Regions from separate parts of the Danio rerio genome. Here region 1 is linked to region 2. A link is a contact called in public Micro-C data. All regions are on one chromosome and are shown on one strand. The core of a region is the stretch at or near the end of the contact, and the rest is flanking DNA. Distances in the headings are between cores, read along the strand shown. Region 1 holds the start of ora6 (olfactory receptor class A related 6). Region 2 holds the start of entpd5b (ectonucleoside triphosphate diphosphohydrolase 5b).

Region 1 (4,922 bases), core at 1,996-4,495, 150 kb before region 2:
TTATTCAGTTTGTTCGTATCGAATTAAGTTAACTATTGCACTGAGTGCATACACAGCACCGCATTTTGTGACCATCTAAGTTTCCGGGAAATGCAGAGTTTTTTTTCTGTCATTCGCCGTGCGGTATCAAACATTGCATGAAAAATACACGCTTAGAGCAGATCCTCAAATCAAATATCGCGTTTGTCGCGAGGGGCATGAATGAATTCCCTGAATGAAAGAGCCAAACTGCAGTTAAAGTCCACCATTTAATAATTTGGCAAATAATTCGACTACAGATGTCCCTGTAGGTTAAACACCATCACTTTCTCATGTGTGTGTATTTTGACTGAAACTCGCGCGTGCCCAAATAGACACTCCCACACCATCCCACTTTAGTTCCTCCAACACTCCCCCCTAAACAGAGCTGGATACGCCCACTTTTCTGACTTTTTCCAAAGTAGAGGTGTGAAAACACCCTGCTGAAACGAGGGGGTTTCATGGCCCTTTAAGGCCATTTCGGTCATCGTACAGTAAATACTGATCATCAAACTGATCATCTTCTCATCAGTGACATGCATCTAAACCAGGGGTGCTCTTACTCAGTCCTGAAGGGCCAGTGTCCTGCAAAGTTTAGTTCCAATCCCAATTAGACACACCTGGGCTAGCTAATCGTAATCAAGCTTATACTAGGCTTTCTAGAAACATCTGTACAGGTGTGTTGAGGCAAGTTGGAGCTCAAATCTGCTGGACATCGGCCCTCCAGGACTGTGTTTGGGCATCCCTGATCTAAACAGTCTCTGGGTCAATGCGTCTAAAGATTTTGAACATCTTCTTAGACACTTTTAATGCTTCCAAACAGTTTGCTGCAATGTAAAGTGCACATGTCTTGAAGAAGTTCGTTATGATGTGATTTACCTTCTGTGTGTGATTTGATTGGACAGGAATCACAGGACTGATTTCTCTAATCCATATAGACTAGAGAAAATACAGTAGTGACTGCAGGTTGAAGGACAGCAGTGGAGTAAAAGTACAGATTCTGCAGTAAACATGTGCTCAAGGGTAGATAAAAGTGCACATTTTTTAAATTTCTGAGCAAAACTACTCAATTACAGTCATTTGAGTATTTGCAAATAGTTACTTTACACCACAGCTCTTCACAACACTTAAAGGCGTTTAGGGACTGTAGACAGCGAGTGATGAAGTGTTTCAGGAGTTATTCAGTCCCATTCTACCTGCAAACAAGTCTTAAGGTGAGCAACAGTACAGGCTCTTCATTGTGGCATTTTGCACTTTAAATTGCACCGCACATTCTCTATTGGAGACAGGTCGGGACTGCAGGCAGGCCAGTCCAGCATCTGTCTCCTCTTCCTCCGCAGCATGACTCTGTAATGTGAGTTGAATGTGGTTCTGCATTGTCTTGTTGAACTCTGCATGGGCGTCCCTGGAGCAGAAGGCAGCATATTGAGCTCCAGAATCTCCCTGTGCTGTTCAGCATTAATGGAGCATCAGAGCAGGATCAGGCTACCTTTGCCAAGACACAAGGCACTGACACAACCCTAGAGCCTGGCTTCTGGACGTGTTGCTGGTGACAGTCTGGATGATCCTCTTCTTCTTTGGTCTGGAGCAGACGGCGTCCATTTCTCCCAGAAACACCTGAAACACTGCTTCATCACAGCACAGTACACATCTCCACTGTGTGATGGTCCATCCCAGATGCCTCTGAGCCCAGAAAAGTGGACGGTGCTTTAGGACACCGTTAACATAGGGCTTCCTTTTGGCACAGTGCAGTTTTAACTGGCGTTTGTGGATGTGACTCTGTATTGTGGTGCTTGACAAAGGTTTCCCGCAGTAGTGCTGAGCCCATGTGCTGATCTGGCTTATAGATGAATGAGGACTCTTGATGCAGCGCCCCCTGAGGGGTCGGAGGTCACGGTTGTTCAGCTTAGGCTTGCGCTCGTGTCCTTTACGCACTGAAACTCCTCCAGATTCCTTCAATCTTTAATGATGTTCTGCACTGTTGAAGGTGAAATATCCACATGTCTTCCTCTCTTGCTCTGAGGAGCATTGTGTTTGAACATCTCAGTCATTTTCTCTCGTATTTGTTGGTGATCCTCGGCCCATCTCTGCTCCTGACAAAACATCCAATATTTTGTGTTCATATAGTCTGCAGTGAAACTCAAGTCAGAGTACATCTGGAAATCACTGCTTTCTTTTATCTGTGCTTTCCATACTGACCCAACTTTAGGCAGGGCTAGAAATTGCGTCCATTTTGGTCGCATATGCACCCTTAAAATATATTTGGGAGCATTTCTGCGAGTGCTTAAAATTGTTGTGTGCGACCCGTTTTTACTGCAAAATGTTCACCACATTCTGCGACATTCACGCAGATTGCATCTCTAAGCTCTTTGTCTGCACTTGAAAGGCGAAACGCAGCGCTCAGGAATGGTTTAAAACAGTTGCCATGTCAACCTGCTGCAGTAAACAAATCCAAGACCGTAATGCTTGTCCCGCCTTCACGCTCTTCTTATTGGCCCATTGCTCTAGCACTGAATCATCAGCTGTCAATCACTCAGTCAATGCCTTCTGGCTTGGGATGACAGAGAGAGCTGCTACTGCGAAAAACTGTAAAGCGCTGACGATGAGAATGAAGATACCACTGACAGATTTAGTTTTAGAAACCATCTAGTCACAAATAATGACACAACGTACTGGTGATCATGTGCTGAATGTTAATCCACCATCTACACTTTTCCAGGAGTAGAAGACTTCCATTGGCTTCAAGTCCGCTGTGAAAAGTCTGTGGGATGGAGTTTTCAGGTAACTGTTTGCCACATCTAGCACGAGAGCTTCTGTTTATTCCTTCATATAAATCGCCAGATGCTGTCCGCCGTGCAAGTGGCAGCTATATGTAAAATTAAACACCATCTACACCATCACAAACGGCCTTACACTGAGTAAACTAACATCGCTACTCATGAAAAGTATTGCTATTAACATGACGTATGCATATAATAAGGTACAGTATATGTCAAAAGCATCAGTGCAATATCAGACAGCACCCGTGAGAACAGCACAGTTATACCCTTAACAGATTCATTCATGTCCAGCAGTGTGTGCAGGGCCGGTGAGCGCTCCGTGTATGCTTTGGTCACTCAGTTATGTTATAAAAATCTTTTTTCTTGTGATAACGGGATTTCGTTGAGACATATTTTCCTCACGCTTGCATATATATATATATTTTTTTTTTTTTTTTTTTGCTTGTTAGTTTGATTACTGTTGGTTTCAAATGCAATAAATATGTTTGTATAAAACTTGTAGTAACGGTGCTCATAATTGGTGGGTGCGACTAAATTTTGCCTGATGCGCCTACATTTTTAAAGTTAGAAGCACCGGTGCTACCAAGCAAAAAGGTTAATTTCGAGCCCTGTTTAGAGATTAGTATAAACATAGAAACAGCTGAATCTCCTCTCCTTATGCTTTGTTTTCTCCGTCATCTGTGTTGTGGGAAACACACTCCGCCTCCTCCTTCTCATCCACACACACACACACACACACACAGACACGACACACAGGTGATGGTGATGGAGCAGATACAGGTGAATCTCCTCTCTCTGCGCCTCTTCATCTCCATCATTGGTGTTGTGGGAAACACACTGCTCCTGGTCTCCATCCTGCACACACACACACACCTGAAGTCGTTCGAGCTGTTCCTGCTGGCTCTGTGCTCCGCCAACCTGCAGCAGCTGGTGATGGTGGATGTGTATGATGTTCTGCTGCTGTGTTCTCCGTCCTGCATCGGTGTGTGTTCCTGCCGCGCGCTGCGCTTCCTGACGGTGTTCGGGGAGGTCTGCAGCGTGCTCTTCACCGCACTCATCAGCATCTACCGTCACCAGAAGCTCCACGACGTGTTCTCGCATGTGAACGTGCCCGTGCTGCTGGACAGCCTGCGCTGGGCGGTGTGTATGTGTGTGCTGTGTGTGTGTGTGGCGCTCGCCTTCGGTCTGCCCACGCTCCTGGTTAACACACACTGGAGTGTCTCCAACTCTTCGCTCGAGCGCTGCCCGGTGGACTTCTTCCAGTGCCCGTCCTCCTCCCCGTGTCTCACACACATCTACAAGTACGTGTTCCTGCTGGTGTGTGTGGTGCTGCCGCTGCTGGTCGTCACGGTGACGAGTGTGCTGATGGTGCGGGTCCTGCTGGCGCAGCAGCGCGCCGTGCGGGTTCGAGAGGCGGAGGAGCCCCACCCTCATCACCACCACTCCTCTCTCCTGCGCAGCACGCTGGCCATCCTGGCGGCCATGTTGCTCTTCCTGCTGGACTGGAGTGTGTATCTGCTCCTGCATTTGGCCTTTGACCCCTACAGCTTCCCTCTGTGGGCGGAGGTGGAGTTCTTCATCACCACCATTTACACCGCACTCAGCCCGTACGTCTACGGCATCGGCAACGACCTCTTCAGCATAAAGCGCTTATACTGCTGAGGATTATTAGAGGAGCACACACACACACACACACACACACACACACACACACACACACACACACACACGCACACACACGCACACAGAAGATGATGATGGAGCAGAGACACCTGAATCTTCTCTCCTCACGCTTTGTTTTCTCCTCATCATCCACTCACAAACACACACAGACACACACTCCTCCTCCTCATCACACACACTGATGATGATGATGATGATGATGATGGAGCAGACACATCTGGATCTTCGCCCTCTTCAGTGTAAAGCTCTTGTAGTGCGGAGGATTATTACAGGGGTGTGTTTACATTACATTTGTCTTGAAATCTAAATGTTCTGTGTTTGTTTTGCTAGCTCACATTGTCATACTTAAAGTCATCATGAAACAGAAGTTAAGATGGTGTTTGTCCTCTGTTGTGGGATGCATTCACTCTAAACAGTCCTGACATGAGAAATAATGTTTGT
Region 2 (4,663 bases), core at 3-2,502:
TATAAAAATTCAAAGAGTACAAGCAAAAAATACTGTCTTGCTCTCAACAATACTTAGTCAAAGATGGTGAGTTTTTAATTAAAACAAGTAAAATAATCTGCCAATGGGGGAAGTGAAATCATCTTGTTTTTGGTTTGAAATAACTTTATTTTTCTTACACCACTGGCCAATTCCTTTGCTTATTTTAAAGGAAAACTTAATTCAGGGTTTGTACAATCATGGAATATATTTTGGGAAAACAGATAAACCCACAAGGTTTTGGGAAAGTCATGGAAATGTAAACAAATATCTGTTTACTTGAATATATATTTAAATGCTAATATTGGGTAAATATAGATGCTTACAGTACCTATTTAACCTGTATGCAGTGTTTACTGATGATTAAATAGATTTTTATTAATAATGTGATGAACTATTTGTCGTGTTTCACATGTCATTAGTGCACTTTGTTCTATTTTCAGTCATTTACATCATCATTGTAATTTTTGTGTGTTAAAGGATGCTCAAGATGTTTGATGTGTTCAAAATGTGTGTTAGTTGTCTTTAACTATTTTCTGTTTGACAGAAATTAAAGTAAGTTTCTTTTGCAGTCAAATAATCTCACTCATCTCACTCAAATAACTCTCACTCACACACACACACACACACACACACTCATACACTACGGCCAGTGTAGTTGATCAGTTCCCCTATAGCGCATTTGTTTGGACTGTGGGGGAAACCGGAGCACCCGGAGGAAACCCATGCCAACACAGGGAGAACATGCAAACTCCACACAGAAACACCAACTGACCCAGCCGAGACTCAAACCAGAGACCTTCTTGCTGTGAGGCCACAGTGATAACCACTGAGCCACCGTGCCACCCATTTAAAAATCAATGTAAACTTAATAGATTGTCGCATGTTTTACAATATGCTATAAAAATTAAACGTACACTGATTTTCTTATTGTTTAACATGTATATGTAGACATGACATGAAACTTTGAAAGTCTTGGTAAAGTCACGAAGCCTGTTCATTTTGATAAAATTCTGTAAAACAAGACTACATTTTTTGCCTGACTAAAAGATGCTTTTATATATAAATACTAGAACTAAGACAAAACGTCTGTAAACACTACACCTCGTACTGTGTGCCATGTTGATTTCAGTAATGTTATCATATTGACGTGTTTTGATTCTGGTTTTGCGCGCTTTACCTCTGGACACGCCCACACGGCATTGCGTCACCACCTGCTGCTGTCAATCAAGTGGAGTTCAGCCGGAGCTGTTAACTTGCTTCAGTCAAACACCGGCGCCGTGAAATGATAAGATAAACCGTCAATAAATGCGTTAAATCTCCTCAGAAACACGGCGCTGACCTTCAGGATTCAAAAGCTGACCTGTGTGTCAACAGTCTGATCGAGTTTTGTGGTGTTTTAATTGACGCAGGAAAGTTTGCGAGTGAGTTTAGCGAGTTAGCGAGGTGTTGTTAGCAGCACATAAACAACTATAATAAGACTAAACCGCCGTGGAGAATAGTGTGAGATCAGCGCCGTTTACCGACAGAAACACGCAGAATAAAGTGTGAGATCAGCGCCGTTTACCGACAGAAACACGCAGAATAAAGTGTGAGATCAGCGCTGTTTACCGACAGAAACACGCAGAATAAAGTGTGAGATCAGCGCTGTTTACCGACAGAAACACGCAGAATGTGAGAGTTCAGCAAAGCCGCGAGTGCTGATTCTGCTGCGGTCAAAATCAACATGATCATCGGCATCTGGAGCCCAGCAGCTGCTGCCACACCAACCCTGCTGACGGAGAACACCACACCGAGCTGAGGCGAGTGTCTCTCTCTCTCTCTCTCTCTCTCTCTCTCTCTCTCTCTCTCTCTCTCTCTCTCTCTCTCTCTCTCTCTCTCTCTCTCTCTCTCTCTCTCTCTCTGTGTGTGTGTGTGTGTGTGTGTTAGAGCCATACCTGTCAACATTCATTCATTCATTCATTCATTTTCTTTTCAGCTTAGTCCCTTTATTAATCTGGGGTCGCCACAGCGGAATGAACCGCCTCTGTCAACATTGGGATGTGAAAATAAGGGATTTTCCCTTTTCATTTTTATTTAACTAACATTCATTTATCAGTAGGAAGCTACGGTACAGATTATTGAGCTGAAGCTTGACTACAAAATAAATCGCAAATCAAATCGAAATTGCGATATCTCAAAAAAAATCGCAATTAGATATTTTCCCCAGATCGCACAGCCCTAAACAACCTTCACTTTTTGGGACACATTATCAACCTGTGTGCTAGTTATGTTGCAGAGCATCAGATCTGTGTCTGATTTAATAGCACATATGAAGGTGGCACACATCTGAATCGAAAAGATCAGACTCCACGTGGTTCGTCATGACAAATGCAGGGTTAGTTGGTGTTTCTATGTGGAGTTTGCATGTTCTCCCCATGTTGACGTGGGTTTCCTCCGGGTGCTCCTGTTTCCCCCACAGTCCAAACACATGCAGTACAGGGGAATTGGGTAGGCTAAATTGTCCGTAGTGTATGTGTGCGAATGAGTGTGTATGAGTGTTTCCCAGTGATGGGTTGCAGCTGGAAGGGCATCCGCTGCGTAGAACATATGCTGGATAAGTTGGCGGTTCATTCTGCTGTGGCGACCCCTGATTAATAAAGGGACTAAGCCGAAAAGAAAACGAATGAATGATATGCACTATCCTATTGCACAGCTCTAGTGTGTGTGTGATGTATGAGTACAGGTGTGTGTGTAATGTCATAGGTATGACACAGGTGTTATTATAGGGTGAATTATGAGGACGTTGCTGATATGAGTTTTTTTTTCATCAAATAAATCTGCACACTGTTTAGTGTTGGGTTGTGCGAGAGAAATATGTGTGTATAATTAGGGATGCAATCATTAACCGATTTCACTTTTAACCACACTATAATTCGTCACAGTTAATTAATCATGAAGCTTCTCAACACTGTGTTTCTGCATGGAACAAAACTGCTGCAACTTAAAGTGATGCCAACTGAGTGCTAGTTTGAAGTTCTGAGCTTGTTCTGTACACCATGCACACTGGATTAACTGTGGCTGAGGCTATTAACTAAGGGCCCGTCACATATCGCGTCTTTTGCACGTGCAAGTTCGTTATTTCCAATGGAGGCGCATTGCTTGCATATATGGAACGACGGACTCGTGCTTTCTAGACGCACATACTAGTTGAAAGAATCCCGCGAGCGCCCTACACTGAGAAGAACAATACAAAATGAAAAATGCAAAATGAAAAATACCAAACAATTATGTTAAATAGTTGATCAAAAGTTGAAAACATTTGTAATGTAACTTAGATTTACATTAAACAAATACTATGTATTTATTTATTCATTTATTTATAGATTTTTAATTTTAGTTATTTATTTTATTTATGTATTTTATTTATTTATTATTATTATTTATTTAAAAAATATATTTATTTATTTTAAATTAATTTCTTTAAAAACTATTTATATATTGTCATTTTTTTTATTTATTTACATTTAGTTTTCTAGTTTATTTAAATTTATTAAAATTTATATTCATTTATTTAAATTTTATTTATTGTAATTTATTTTATTTATTTAAAGTTAATTTATTTTTATTTATTTTACATTTATTTTTATTTATTTATTTATTGATTTACATAATTTTTTTTATTCATTGACATTTATTTTCAGTGTAAGATTATAACTTATGTTTAAATGCCAAAACTTAAAAAAAAAAAAATTTAAGTCCGAAGTGAATTGGACTATTGTTTGTTTTGTGTCGTATTATTTGGTTACGAAGCAGTAATAAATCACACTTAAAATATAAGCAGTTTTCATGTGATTTTCTAAACTAGCAATGCATAAAAATCGTGGTAACCGTGATTATTCCTCAGACTATAATCGCACAACCAAAATCTGTAATTGTTGCATCCCTATGGATAATACACTGTACAGCATAAAACAACAGAAACCTATGGAATGTCCCCACAATTCACAAAAACATACCTGCGGTGTGTGAGTGTATATATGTTAATGTGTGTGGTCCATTGTGTTAATGTGCATGTGTGTATGTTACTGTGTGTGATCTGTGAGTGTGTGTGTAGGAGAGAGTGCATGGGTGTGTCTAATTGGGTGTAGGTAATGTGTGTGTGGGATGTGTGTTAATATGTGTGTGTATGTTAATGTGTGTGGGTGTGTGTGGTGTGTTTGTGTGGTATGTGTTTGTGTATGTGTTAATGTGGTTGTGGTCTGTGTATGGTAACGTGTGTGTGTGTGATCTACATCAGCTGCTGATGGTTCATGAACCTGTTGTATCCTGCACCTCTGTCTGCAGCTCTGGCGGATTTAGGACAGGTTTGTGGTATGTGTGTTTAAGTGTGTGTGTGTGTGCTGGTGATCTGATGATTGCTGGATTGTGCTGATTGCTGGAGTGTGTGTGCTATATAAGCTCCTCGGTGTGACTGGCTCCTGTTCTTTGTCTGCAGATGGTGATGAAGATGATGATGTTCTGGCTGCTGCCCGTCTGGACTCTCCTCCTGCTGTCCTCGTCTGCTTCTTCTTCTTCTCCTCCTTCTTCTTCTGCTGCTGCTGATTTCTCGGTGCGTTTTGGACACACTCTGCCATCTCTCAGCCGTCCTGCAAACTCCACTCAG

What was found. Hi-C and Micro-C count contacts between places; a contact is called where the count stands out from the background.
Region 1: a Micro-C map of caudal fin shows a contact between it and region 2, with 5 times the contacts expected there. The contact joins the promoter of ora6 here to the promoter of entpd5b in region 2. A contact is called at or near these places in 3 of 18 Hi-C or Micro-C datasets (caudal fin, embryo and hematopoietic stem cells).

What each region holds. Positions count from the first base shown.
Region 1 is chr20:58,398,735-58,403,656 of GRCz12tu, reverse strand. ora6 (olfactory receptor class A related 6) reads left to right here and starts at 3,245. Exons shown (of 1, transcript XM_003200787.4): 1 at 3,245-4,541. The coding sequence starts at 3,456. The coding sequence ends at 4,460. The region is part of intron 1 of LOC100331694 (bromo adjacent homology domain-containing 1 protein); the gene reads left to right.
Region 2 is chr20:58,250,176-58,254,838 of GRCz12tu, reverse strand. entpd5b (ectonucleoside triphosphate diphosphohydrolase 5b) reads left to right here and starts at 1,252. Exons shown (of 14, transcript XM_002665820.7): 1 at 1,252-1,820; 2 at 4,496-4,663. The coding sequence starts at 4,496.